3 separate regions of the Gossypium hirsutum genome follow, and all the other regions are linked to region 2. Evidence: chromatin contacts called from public Hi-C data. All regions are on one chromosome and are shown on one strand. Each heading gives the region's core, a stretch centred on a gene start, on an enhancer-like site or on the middle of the called end of the contact. The rest is flanking DNA. Distances are from core to core; before and after follow the strand shown. Region 1 holds the start of LOC107912996. Region 2 holds the start of LOC107913006 (zinc finger CCCH domain-containing protein 6). Region 3 has its middle 23 kb from the start of LOC107911389.

Region 1 (4,784 bases), core at 87-2,586, 160 kb before region 2:
CGTGAAGAGTAATTATGGAAGCCACAGTTGCACATCCAGTCACCATTTCTCCATCCTTTTGGAACAGAAAGAGACTGATTACAAGGAAACCTGGAAGTTTGGTTTCCAGCAAGAGGCCATGTAGACGCTGACTGAAGTCCACAATTATCAGCCCCCACTACAGACCAGTTGGAACTCAAAGGAAGCGAGCGCTGGGGAGCACCACTGCCTACAACTCCAACATTTATCTTTTGTTCCAGTGCTCCTAGGGCCCTGGCAAAATAATGGGAATAAGTTGGGAGAGAAGCTCCAGGGATTGCAATTGCTGGCATTGCTGCTATCTCCTTTGGTTGCCCGCACTTTTTGCACTTTTCTCTCGATGCATAATTGTTGTTAGTGCAACCTATTGATCCATTGCCACACACACCCCCAACCCACAAATACAGCCACGAAGAGGAAAAGGAAGCCAATTATACGCACACCAAGCAGTTCATATACACATACAAAAAACACAAACCACTCGACCTAATTGTTATTCATTTCCCAGTCCCAGATTCATAAACCACATATTGCAAAGGCAAGTTTCTCAACAATTGATATCAAAACAGTTGATTTATTACGGCAAGTTAACAAAACTAAATCGTAAAACAGGTTCATTAAAACGCTCCCAAGTCATTGTTTAAGATAACCCATTGCAAATCTTTACTCAGGAAAAGCAAATATCTTATATTTACATACCCTTAATGAAATTCCAACTTATTATCAAAATTCAGAACGCAGAATCCAACTGGCCCCCGAAACCCATCTTCGATATCTATTATTAAGCTTGATGGTTGAATTAAAACATAAGAATAAAAGCAAAACCCAGTTGAGTCAACACAAAAAAAGAAAAAAAAATGAAGATAGATTTAAAAGAGAAGTATAAACTGACCACTGCAGATCCAATCACCTATACGAGGGAGCCACTTAGAGTCAGCTGGAGTTTTGGTGTCAACAAGAAGACGAGGCTGCTTACATCTGTTACAAAAGGATCTAAAAGCGTAGTTCCTGTTCTTGCATCCGCTGCACTCCCAGTCCCCTTCTCTGCCTTCTCCCATTACTCCAACCCCCTCTCTCTCTCTCCCTCTTTCTCTTTATCTAGTGAGAACTATAACCAATGAGCTTGTTGCTTTAGAAGCTGAACAAAAGGAGGGGGTCTTCTACTCGGTAGAAGAATGAAAAACTCGCTGCAAATTATATGGAAGTCTGGGGAATGAAATCGAGCATTTCAGTAAATTATTTCTCAGACAGGGTCTAAAACCAGGACACAGGAAATCAGGGCCATGAGCCTAATGTTTCTGTCTTTGGGCTATGTTTTGGTTCCATTATCATCGTCTTCTTTTTTTGGCCCAATTATTAGCAATTATGTTGGATGTTTATTGTTTAATGCTGGCAGCACCATCAGTCGAAATCCTTGGTTCGTGGCTAGACTGTTGATGTGGATGGCATATTGAGAGGAGAGGTGTTACAATAATAAACTACATTCTAAATAGTAATCAACTAGTTTTAAATACAAAATTAATCAACTTTATTTATTATAAGAACATGGAGGGCATAAATAATTAAAAGAAAAAAGAAAATATTTGGAAAATGAGATTTTTTTTATCCAGTCATGATATTCGCTAAATTAGGCAATTATGTTGTTCTTTTATTTGACTTTTTAGGTTTTTTTTAAATTAGGGAAATAGACCGATTTTGTAGAGAGAGTATGAAAGCGTATTCAATCGAGTGCGCTCTCTGTAGAGGTGGCAGGAAAGAACGTCTAGTTGGGCATGCTTTCACACTATCTCTCCTAGGGTTAGAGTTTTTTTTGTTAGGGTTAGGGTTTTTGAGGTTTAGAGTTATGGCTTTAGGGGTGAAATCGTAAAAGTTTGTAGGTAGATTTGAGAGGTTGGGGATGCGATAACGCACTTCAAATCACATACATTACATATGTCATGCTGGGATAGGATTATTACCTCATAAACCCATCTTGTGGAAGCCAGGTTTCGAGGTGACAGTGCTTGATATGATCACGGGTTGAAGTCTAAGTGGAAGTCCTAGTTGCCGGCCTTGATGCGATCACATGTTTGTGTATAACTAAAGGTTAATTGACGATCGTTATGCGGTTACGAGTTCAAGCTTTTTTGATACCATCAAATGATGTCATATATATACCATACATAAGATTGAGGTCATAATTATAAGGAAAAATTGAGGGCTTTCCGGTGTAATCAACATAATTTTTTTCTCTATTTCCAAGCAACTGGTATCTTTAACATTTCATTCTTATTCGAAGCCTGACATTGAGGTGGACACAAAAGGGCTCTCAGGCAGAGAGGACTGTTTCGACGAAAGTAGATGTTAAACTCAGGTCGGCACGACAACTGTTGTAGTTATTAATGGATTGTTTAATAACGACACCGTCGTCACCCCGAAATGAGCATCACCTTTATTGTACCGAAATAGTCGTTCCTCGTCTGAGAGTCATCTTGTGTCCACGATGATGCTAACCTTCTGATAAGAAGAAATGTTAACGATACTGACTGCGTGGAAATAGAGAAAAGAATTATGCTGATTATAGCGAGATGCCCCACAGTTTTTCCCTATAATTATGCCATCAAACTTTTGTATGATATTTATAAGGAAACATTCATGGTTATCCTAAAAGTTTGAGCTTGTAGCCGCATAACGACCATCAACTGGCTCTCCCGTTATACTTTGATCTATGACAACATAACAGTCGTAAATTGAGAACTCTATGTAGACTTCCACCCGTGACAGTACAAAGCAAAATAACTTCAGAACCTAACTTCCACATGATAGGTTTCAGAGGTAATGGTATCATCTTGACAGGATATATGAAATGTGTGCATCTTGAAGTGATATCGCATCACTGACGACTCAAGAATACCTCAAATCAAAAATTATATAAGCGACGAAAATTTTTAACATTGAAGCGAGGAAGAAAACAGAGAGAGAGAAATATTGTAAAGTGAAGTGATGAAAGCCGGGAGAGATGATATTTTTGGGATGTTAGAGTAAGGAGGGGGAGCTTCTTTTTATGACTCGGGAGAAGGGTGAGATTGCAAAGGAAAAAATCTCATTGTCGAAAACACATTGCAAGACTATCGTTTTCATCGAATATCTTTAAAATATGTTTCGAATCTGCAAAAAAATTGTCGAGGTTGGGTACTTTTTTTCAGACTTTATGACAATGTTAGTGAAAACTCGTCCAACTAGGCTCGTTTTCCTGCTATGTCAGCATGGAAGCTCGCCCAACTAAACGAGTTTTCACTAATATTTTCATAAAGTCTGAAAAAAAGTACTTGACCCTGAGAATTCTGGGTAAAATCTGAAGCACGTTTTGATGCGCTGAATGCCCTCTGAAGCATGTGTCTAATTTCAATTAATAATTTGTAAAACACATTTTTGAGCACCAAAGAGTGTTTCATTACCATTATTCGATAAAAGTGCTTCCTCATAAACGAATTTTGAAGCATGTATTACTTCTCTCATTGTTTTTGGTTCTAAATATCTAATTCTTTTTAAATTGAAATGAGTCGACGAGTGAAATTCGTTATTTACTACAACGGTCAAATCTATAATATAGAAGTCGAGGTTGTATTTGCAAGAGCCCAATCTATGGAATTGGATTTCAACCGTACCATTCAATTGCGTAAACTACGGACTAGGATAAGGAGGAAAGTTGGTGGTTTGAGCTAGGAAAGAATTTTGAGCTTGTAATATAGATATATGACATTGGTTGACCCCTTTAAGTACGAGTTATTTTATGTGAAAAGCAAGCTCGAGCTAGAGACAGTCATATCATTGCATTGCATAGGTGGAAATACTATAATGGAGTTATGTGTCAAATTTTTTCAGGCTGATGGAGTTGGTCCATCTTCAGCCATCGTTGCAGCTAATGTTAGAATTGAAACTGAAATAGAAAGTCGTACTACATGGTTTTATGGTGGGTTCACTGATTTGTTATAAAACATTTACTATAATGGCCCCAAAACATCAATGAGTAGACATTCTTCGATTTTCTGCACTAATTTAAACTTTAGCGGCCGCTACCAGTTAGGGTATTAGCGTAACCTGAACCTCGAAACCTGGGCACGATATTCAATAAGTGTTTTCAATTTGAACTTTGATGGATTGATGTCCTGGGGCGAAATCACTTATATGGGGGGCCATCAACCTACACCGATTTATAATCTGGTGCAGATTTTGCTGAACACTTGTGGTATAGAAGAACTAATGACTTACTCCCTACGATCAGGTCTGACGATGGTCCATCAAACCCTTTGGTTGAAGATGATAATGAAGGCATAGATTTGGAAGAAGATGCAATTAAGGAAGAAAGGGTAGTGGGTGCAACTGACAGATCAGAGTCAGACCCCGATCCAATCCATCTGTCTGGTCTAGATGGTTTGAAAGTAGCACTTTTTCTGAACCAGAATAGGTTCTAATTGAGTTAGAACCTTGCGGTTCTGAGATGACAGCCTAGATAATACTTCAAATCTAGATCTGTAATTCAAGGCATATGAACCTCCGCCCCACATGACCAACATTTACTTCTCCGCCGAAGGTAGTTAGGAGTTCGACAACTACCACACAAAACACCTAATCATTGAAGCTCATCGTCAGATGTCCAAGAATTGGAAGTTGGCATGGAATACCTCAAAAAAGATATTTTTTTGTTGCATTGAAGCGGTATAACTTTAAGAACAACGTGAACTATCACGTCATAAAATCCCGTTTGAAGAAATTTAAGAGAAATT
Region 2 (4,527 bases), core at 39-2,538:
GAACTTTTTATTAAGAAGTGAGCATAAGCAACTTTTTATTAAGAAGTGAGCATAAGATATAAAAGTTTTATTTTTCACCATATCAATAAGTTTTTTATATCACTATTATGCAATTTTTAAACATACCTTGTTCCTTTTAGAATTTCAGGAGGATAGAATCCAACATAATCACTAAAGAATGAACACATAGCAAAATCTTAAGTTTTTTTTTTTTTGGCCTCAAAATGATCAGTGCTTATTCAAAGCTGATGAAAAAGCTCTGCTTACTAGTGCCAAAGTTCTTAGAGTATATCATAATATAAAAATAGAGTTAAGATTTATAAGACAAATAGGTTCCTTTAGCATCTAAATTAAGGGTAAAAAACAGGAATATAATCGTATGATTCAAGATTTTCTGGATAATTTAAACATAGTTTTAATTATATATAATTACAAATATATTGGGGATCATTAAATGCAATTTTGTTCCGGCTTTTGTCAAATGATTTTTAAGAGAAGCCCCAAATTAGTTTTCCAATTTTATTCCACTTAACAAATTTTATCAAAACGATTTTTCTGGAATTCATTAATTATTCCTCTCTTTGTCATATACCATTCTTGTTTTAAGAATCAATTTAAATATTAACATTATTTTAAAACAAATTATAATTGATGGCACCTCTGAAAGCTGCATCAGTATTTCCAAAATCAAAATTATTTTTAATCAGATTGTTAAAAGTTGACAACTTTGAATAATATTCCAGATTTCCAGTTAAAATAAATATAAATCGGTTGCAATTTTTATAAATGGAAAGGTAAAATCAAAGCTAAAAGTATTATCAAGAATCAAATATCAATTTAAGATTTTTCTTTTTCTATTAAAGATCTGTTGAAGAAAAGGCAATGAAACCAGTAATGATTGATCGAAGATATAATGACGGCGGCTATACCTGACAAAGATTAACACCTGGAGCCCAAGAAACCCTGTTCGATTTCCGCGATCGCTTCATTTTTTTATAAAAAATCTCAAACCAAATATCGATTCCTTTAACGCTTGAAAAATTATCCCTACTAAAGATTCGACAATCGTAGAAGATAAGAAAAAAAACTTTAAAAGTTCAATCAGATTAAGAACTTAATCCGATTATATATTTCAAAAACCCTTTGAAGATCCAATAGCCAGTTATTGAAAACCCTAAAAAGAAGTAAATTTTTAGAGGAAAAATTATCTCGTTTCTGAGAAATTTTTTTTTTTTTTTAAGTTGAGAGACGCGACTTATCGAAAATGATCTGGAGAAGAAAAGTGAAAACCCTAGATAGCAGCCCTAATTTTCCTATTTATAAGTGAGGAGTCGGCGTCATACGCGGAAGGTGACAGCTCAAATAAATATTATTAATAAATACGAATTCAAGTGGGTCAATATCTGACGTGGATTAACATGTACGGTAAATTTAAGGTTAATTGTTTTGGTTACGTTGATGTACGTTTTTCAGTTATGGTAGATTTGTATTTTCTTTCTAATTGGAATATTGATAGAATTATAATTTTTTAAAAATTCAATTTATCATTAATCTCTCTTCTCTCATACTATTTTTTACCAATACAATATTTAAATGAAAATGAAAATTGATAATATTAGAATCCAGATTTTCAAATAGTTCTTAACTTTATCTCTTTTTTTGGGTAATTTATCTTTTATGATTAAATTAGATTTATAAACAAAACGGACATAGACATACCATAAATATATTCATTGTGCCGTCGAAGATGACGGCTATACCTTCTTTCAACCTTTTGATGGACCATCCTTAGGGCTTAAGGCTTAGCCCATAATTACTTTTGATTTTTTATCTATATAATTGCTACATTTTCAAGGCTTAACTATAAATTTTATCCTTTAATTATTTTTTATTAAAAGTGGTACATAAATTATTAATTTATCTTATTTATTTATAGAAGGTTAATATATCATTTAGACTCCGTTTGTTTGCAGGTAAAATATTTTCCGGAAAATGATTTCTGGAAAATAATTTCTTGGAAAATGATTTACTTTTCTGTTGTTTGGATGAATCTGTGTAAAATATTTTCTGTTGTTTGGTAGATTTCCTGAAAATATTTTCTTGAAAAGTTGTTTTAATAAAAATTTATATATTTAAAAATTTATTATCTTTTCTTTGTTTGATTGAGTTTACTTTATATATATATATATATATATATATCAATAAATTTATATTTTAAATTATTTTTACGTGAATTGCAATGATTTATTTATTTATAAATAAATCATTTTAAATATATAATAATACTCAATTATTAAATTAGAATATTAATCGTCATAAATTGAAAACAACCAAAGTCAAATAAAATTATTTGTAATTGTGTTATAAAAAAATAAAAAATAAGGATTGAATAATTATAAATTAGCTTCCAAACCACAATTAATACTAGAAATTAATAATATTATCCAAATACATAATTAGTATTACACCACATGATAACAACAACATTATCCAAGTGCATAACTAATATTACACTATATGATAACTAATATTACACCACATGATAACAACAATAGTGCATAACTAATATTACACCACATTAAAAGTATCAATATCTTCAACCTTGAGAAAATTTTTGAAGCCAAATTTTTCTATGCTTCTTACTTTTAACTAAAAAAGCTTTTGCCTCAGATTCATGACTCACTAAATAATCAAACACAGAACAAAGGAAGTCATCATCAAATCCTTCTACCTCCATTGACATCACTTCTTCGTAAAGATGTGGTGTCTTATCCGCAGTAAATTGTTCCAAAACATTAGCAATTTTGCCAAGTTGTTTACCCACAAATTTAATTTGTTCATCATTGACACTTTCTTGAGCCTTTTTTCTTTTATGTTTGGATGTGCCAGATGAAGATACATTTGTTCTTACCTCTTCAGTCGCTTCATTCTCGCAGTCTATAGGCACTGAATCTATGTTATCATCATCCAAATCTATGTCAGCAAATGTTCTGACAAAACTCCCTGTTGCCATATCTTTGCCAACAACCAAAGCCATTTCATCATAATGATCAATGCTTTTATTCAAAAATGGCTCATACTTCTTGTGCATCTATTGGATATTATACAAAATTAGAATAACAAGTAAAAAATAATTGAAATATACTTACCATAAATATACATATATTACCATTACTGCTGCATCATATGTCGCTCTATCACATGTGATCATTTTCATGTTATCATCCCATCCAAAACCACTTTCACCCCGAATTGTGCATATAATCTGCCACTATTTTTTTACAGTCCTCAAATGATTTTCCACATGTTTTGAATCGCATTGGACTTGAAATTTTCAGAAATAGCTTCGACAACTCGATTAATAGAAACTGCTTTAAAAGTATTAGAAGGCTTATTTCCTTTCTGGGCCTCCTCTGCTAAAATTTCAAGAAAAAGATGTTCCATCAGTTTTGTCCACCTGAATTGCTTGGAGGTCCCTTCTTTGTTGCCCTTACCCATTCTACATTAATAATTGTCATTGTCAATCATTTCAATATCCAACAAGCTTAAAACATAATAAACTCAATATCTAACAAGCTTGAAACATAATCAATATCTAACAAAATCAAGACATAATAATTTCAAAATCCAACAAATATAATAAACTAAAATTTTAGAATCCAACATTAATAAAAAAATAATTTTAATACTAAAACATACATAACATAGAAACAACAACCCTAAGCCCTAAACCTACCTAATATTTCTAGCCATGTAATCAGTCCACATAGTTTGTGCAATTTCATTCTCTTAGCAGACCATTCTCTTGCTTCTTCTCTTTCTTCTCGCTCCGTAAGAGTTGATATTATCAAATCAGACTCAGGCTCCTCGTATAATCCTTGATTAAGTAAATCACTAGGATCAACTCCCATGATATGATTATGAATGATGCAACAAGCCAAAACTATATCTACTTGAGTTTGAAAATTCCAAAATGGTTCAGTATCTAATACACGAAACCGTTTCTTCAAAATCCCGAAAACACGTTCAATAGTGATTCGTAATGATGAATGACGAATATTAAAGAGTTCCTTTGCATTTTCAGGCCCCTGAGCACTAAACTCTTTTAAGTGATATCGAACACCACGATATGGGGTAATAAATCCATTATGGATGCCGTATCCAGCATCAGCAAGATAATATTTACCTACAATTTGACAAAACATAATTATTACTAATAAATTATGAGCTTACTAGAACTATTTGGTATTTAATGTTGTATAATTCTTACCTTCCGGAATTCTTAATCCTCTTGGGCGTGAAAGTGCATCACTTAAAATACGAGAATCATGTGCACTACCTTCCCAACCAGCTAGAACATAGGAAAATTTCAAATCAAATGTAATGGCAGCCAATACATTTTGTGCCGTTCCCCCTTTACGGCTACGAAATCTTCCTTGAATGTTAAGTGGAACGGATGCACGAACATAAGTTCCATCTAATGCTCCAATACAATCTTTAAAATAAGGATAAAACCTTGGATTGTTT
Region 3 (4,581 bases), core at 1,853-4,352, 140 kb after region 2:
AAGTGTTAATTGAGAAAAATAAGTTCAATTGTTAGGTTAATTTATTAGAGACTAAAGTGTAAAAACTATAAAATTTGGGATAAATGTGTAATTTCAAAAATTGAAGGGTACAAATTGTGAAGTTAAATGAGGCTGAAATATATGTGCTAATGAATGGATAAATTTTATATTATAGATCAAGAGTCCAAAGAAAATCGAGGAAAAGAGAAATTATCCAAATAGTTCCTAAGCTATAACAAATTTTACAAACTAGTCCAGGTAAGTTCGTATGGCTAAATTTTTAATTTTATTTGTTAAATTGATGAATGGTGTTATATATATTTATTCATATCTATTATTGAAAATAAAATATTATTGAAATTATGAAAATTGAATTGAAACGTTCGAAAAGGATGGAACGTCGGATTGATTACAATCGTTCAGTGCAAAAGTTGAATTGATCGTAAATTTCCCAAGTAAACCAAGGTTCAGCATTTGTTGCAAACTTTTGTGTTTGTTTTTTGTTTAGCTCACATGAGCTTCAGTTAACTCATATGGGTTTCAGTTTAACCCAATTGGGTTTCCGTTTAGCTCTTTTGAGCTTCAGTCTAACCCTTATGGGTTTTCGTTCAAATCCTATGAGCTTCTGTTCAACCCTATGGGTTTCCGTTAGCACTTATGTGCTTTTGTTCAGCCCTCGGGCTTCCTTTTACGATGGACTCATATCCGTAAGATGTTCATTAGTCTAACAAAGGTTCATAATTCGGTAAGTGATATTTGATACTAATGGTTAAAGACTCAATGATATTGTTAATTCTGGTATGAAATAAGTAAATTCAAGAACTGAGGTTGTGATTGGCAGGAAATGTATATTGAATGCTTTATTTAAATGAGTTGTTTTTAGTATATTCGGTAAGAATCATGTTTAAAGCCAACGAACTTACTAAGCTTCATTAAGCTTACTTTAATTGTTCAATGTTCTTTGTAGATTTTCAAGAAGTTCGGAGGATTGGATCAACACATCGGTTCAAACTATCCATATAACTTCGGTAGATTTTGTTATGCATCTTAAGGTTTATATGGCAAGTATAAGGTTAAATTTAAAAGAAGTAAACTTGTAAAAACTTGTAATATGATAATTGTAGAGTTATGATCTTAAGTTTATATAGTATAGTAATTGTATAGTATATATGTTTTAATGTTTTAGTATAGTTTAGTATCATGAATGGAGTTAATATGGTAAGTTTACGCAAATGAGTTGTATGATGACATATCAGGTCTAAAGCTTGATTTTTGGCTTGAATTGGTTGCTTGATTAGGTTATATTGGTATATGAGAGTGTTGCATGCAGGTTGATTGTGAGAAGTGTGAGAAAAGTGGCTTTTAAATGGCCTATTTTCTTCCATTGAGGCGTGTGTCTCTGCCGTGTGTAACACACGGCCACGTACATTGGCGTGTAGTCTGGCAGTGTGTCCCCTGCATCTTAAAATTTAGAAATAGAATACTGAGAATTTAGCACACGATAAGAGACACAGGCGTATGTCTCAGCCGTGTGAGGCACACGGCCTAGAACATGGGTGTGTGACTTTGCCGTGTGAAAACTGCACCTAATTTTAGAAAAATAAATTGGTCACACGGCCTAACACATGGACGTGTGGTTGGCCGTGTGACCCAAGTCAGGGAGTTACACGGGGTAAGACACGGCCTGAGGCACGAACATGTCATGGGACCACATGGGCGTGTGTGACCCCTGTACCTAAGAAAAATTTTAAAATTTTATGAAAAATTTTCTAAGTTTTTGAATTAGTCCTGAATTGATTCTAATACTTGTATTGGGTCTCGAGGGTCCATTTAAGGGACATTATGAATAATCTTGAAAAATGTATAGCATTTGACAAGAATTATTTGTAAATAATCCAAAAATTTCAGTAATACTCTGTAACCTTGTTCCGGCAACGGATATGGGTTAAGGGTATTACAAGCCTATCCCAAATAAAAATGTTAAAATCCGAGCTCGGCCTGGTCCATTCATATTAAAAAAATTATATTGTTTTTTATACAAAAATAAATTTTAAAAATATAATACATCAAATACACTAAAAACATTAAAATAAATATTTCCTAACAAATGGAAAAAATAAAATATATATATACACTTAAATAACACTAACATAAGTGGAACTTAGCAAACAAATACCTCTAATATAGTAGCAAAATTAATAATAAAACAAGAATTATACAATATCTAAACAATAATAACAAAATCGGAACAATATAATAACAAAACAATAAAAAAAAAGCAACAAAAAAACAGCAATAATATTTTTTTTACAAATTCGGACCGGGCTAAACTCAAGATAAAAAAATTTATATGAGATTAAACCCATTTAAAAAAGAGTATTATTTTTTTATTCAAACTCATTTTCTAAGTTGATAATTTTATCCAAATTATCACATAAATAACCGTCGGGAGGAGAATTCTAGTAATGTCTTGCATGAAAAAGTTAATAAAAGAATGGGTATGGTTGGGTTTGTTGGGTGGTATGATTGACCATCATTGTTCTTCAAAAGGATGCTTTTGTTTTGGTCAACCATTACAATAATTGCTATGCATGTTCATCCGCCTCCCTCTCTCTCTCTGATGAAAATAAATAAATAAATAATGCTTAGGGGCGCACTTAACATGAAAATTCTGGGTTGGTCGGCCCATAAGCTTAGATCCATACTCCGACCAAGTTCGACAAAACATGTCTAAAAGTTTATTATGGCAACAATAAAGCCTATCAAAATATGAAAATTTAATGGCAAGTTTTGAGTTTGTTTTCACCAGATTTTTATTTTAGGTAATTGTGTGAGTTTTTTCGCATTTAAAATATTATAAAATTTTTAAAAAAATTATTACATCATTTTTTAATATTTATATTTTTAATATTATACTATACTTTTATAGCTAACCATTTAATCTTGCTTATAAAATTTAAAAACTTTACTAATTGTACATTAAATATTATTCTTTTAAAATAATATATATAAAAGAAATATTTTGGGCATGGGCAGGGAGATGAGATTGATCATAATTGGTTGACTGCACTCATTTGGAGAAACGTGATTGGGGATACTTTGTTGGATACCTGATTAAGACGTTTCCTTTGAGTTGGGTTCAATTAAATCCTTTCCTTAATGGGGTTTGTTTTTGACTTTATCTGATTTAAAAGGCACAAAATAATTGTTGAAATATTGAGTAAAAAAAGAAAAACTAAAACATAGAATTTTATTGTTGCCTAGCGTTGATTTAATCAACTATGAAGACATTAACGTGTAATACTTGGGGTCGTGGTGGTTGTGTTCTGAGTTAGAATAAATATACAGTTAATTAGTGTGATGCAGGTTTTATGTGCTTTAATTCATGAAACCATAATTTTTACAAAATTGACAGGGTCATGTTTTGTTTTTATTTGATAATTTATTAATTCTAAAACATGGAGAAAAGAAGTTAAAAATGATACTGTCTAAACTGAAGAGGGGCGAGGATCCATTACAAGTATCATTAATTTTTACTCCTTTTAGGGTTCAAATTCATGATATCCCAATAGGGTTTTTTTGTGAAAATTTAGCTGTACAGTTGGATAATTTTATAGGGGTTTTCTTGGAATATGATGGGTCAAACCTTAGAAAAGAAAATCGTAATTATATGAGGGTAAGGGTGCAGATTGATGTTAGAAAGCCGCTAAAAAGGAAGAAGCAGATCATGTGAACATCCGTCTCCTTTTTGTTTCTTTTGTGGACGTTTGGGACATAGCAACTCTTTCTGTGAAACTAAAATGATGTTAGGGGTGGAAGTAGCTGAAATGAGCTGGGATTTATCATTACGGTCAGAAACTAAAAGGGCACTCTCGATGAACGGGTTAGAAAAGAAAGGGGTGGAAAAGTCGTTGACCCAATTTTGGGATTTTTAACATAGAAGTGGGAAGTCAGTCGCTAGCTCAACGGAAGGACAAAACTTAGTGCAATCAGATGCGAATGGTTATGGAGCATGATTTGATGGGGAATAAAAGGAACAGGGGAGAGATGGAAGATGCAACCAGAAATATAGTGTGGTAATGTGCTGACAAGGAATAGAAGATTGGGAGAAGTTAATCCTTTATCATCGGCAGCAGCCAAGAGGCAAGCCGACCGGGCGCAATGAAAATTATAAGCTGGAACATCCGAACATCCCAATTCCACGGACAGTTAAAAGACTTCGGCATTTGCTGAAGATTCATAATCCCCATATTGTCTTCTTTAAGGAGACAAAAGTTAACACAAAACAGATGGAACGAGTTCATAGAAGAAGTGGATTTATAAATAGTATTGAAGTTAATCCAGAAGAAACGAGAGGAGGATTGTGTTTAGCATGGAGGGCTGATTTTAATATAACACTTCAAAGTTTTTCTAAAAGACACATTGATGTGATAGTTGAAGATAAGGAAAAAGGAACTAATTGGAGATTTACTGGATTCTATGGATCTAAATATGCGCAAGATAGAAATGATGCATGGGATATTTTGAAAAGTTTAGCTTGCGAAGTGGCTACTCCATGATACAAATCCCGCTTGCAGAGAC

What was found. Hi-C and Micro-C count contacts between places; a contact is called where the count stands out from the background.
Region 1: a Hi-C map of leaf shows a contact between it and region 2, with 2.2 times the contacts expected there. The contact joins the promoter of LOC107912996 here to the promoter of LOC107913006 in region 2. A contact is called at or near these places in 2 of 34 Hi-C or Micro-C datasets (both in leaf).
Region 3: a contact with region 2 is called in a Hi-C map of leaf, with 2.1 times the contacts expected there. The contact joins the enhancer-like site here to the promoter of LOC107913006 in region 2. A contact is called at or near these places in 2 of 34 Hi-C or Micro-C datasets (both in leaf).

Annotation. Positions count from the first base shown.
Region 1 is chrA11:24,996,499-25,001,282 of Gossypium_hirsutum_v2.1, forward strand. LOC107912996 reads right to left here and starts at 1,337. Exons shown (of 7, transcript XM_016841395.2): 1 at 911-1,337; 2 at 1-382. The coding sequence starts at 1,076.
Region 2 is chrA11:25,151,621-25,156,147 of Gossypium_hirsutum_v2.1, forward strand. LOC107913006 (zinc finger CCCH domain-containing protein 6) reads right to left here and starts at 1,289. Exons shown (of 4, transcript XM_016841430.2): 1 at 930-1,289. The coding sequence starts at 989. It overlaps LOC107913007, which reads right to left. Exons shown (of 4, transcript XM_041081450.1): 3 at 3,170-3,499; 4 at 2,540-3,091. The coding sequence starts at 3,217. The coding sequence ends at 2,597.
Region 3 is chrA11:25,287,414-25,291,994 of Gossypium_hirsutum_v2.1, forward strand. No RefSeq gene overlaps it. Among protein-coding and RNA genes, the nearest start is that of LOC107911389, 23 kb to the right of the region's middle. Within about 2 kb of position 3,103, at least 5 of the 9 cell types and tissues checked have an H3K27ac peak or open chromatin away from gene starts, as enhancers often do. A contact at or near this core is called in leaf, where this site is marked.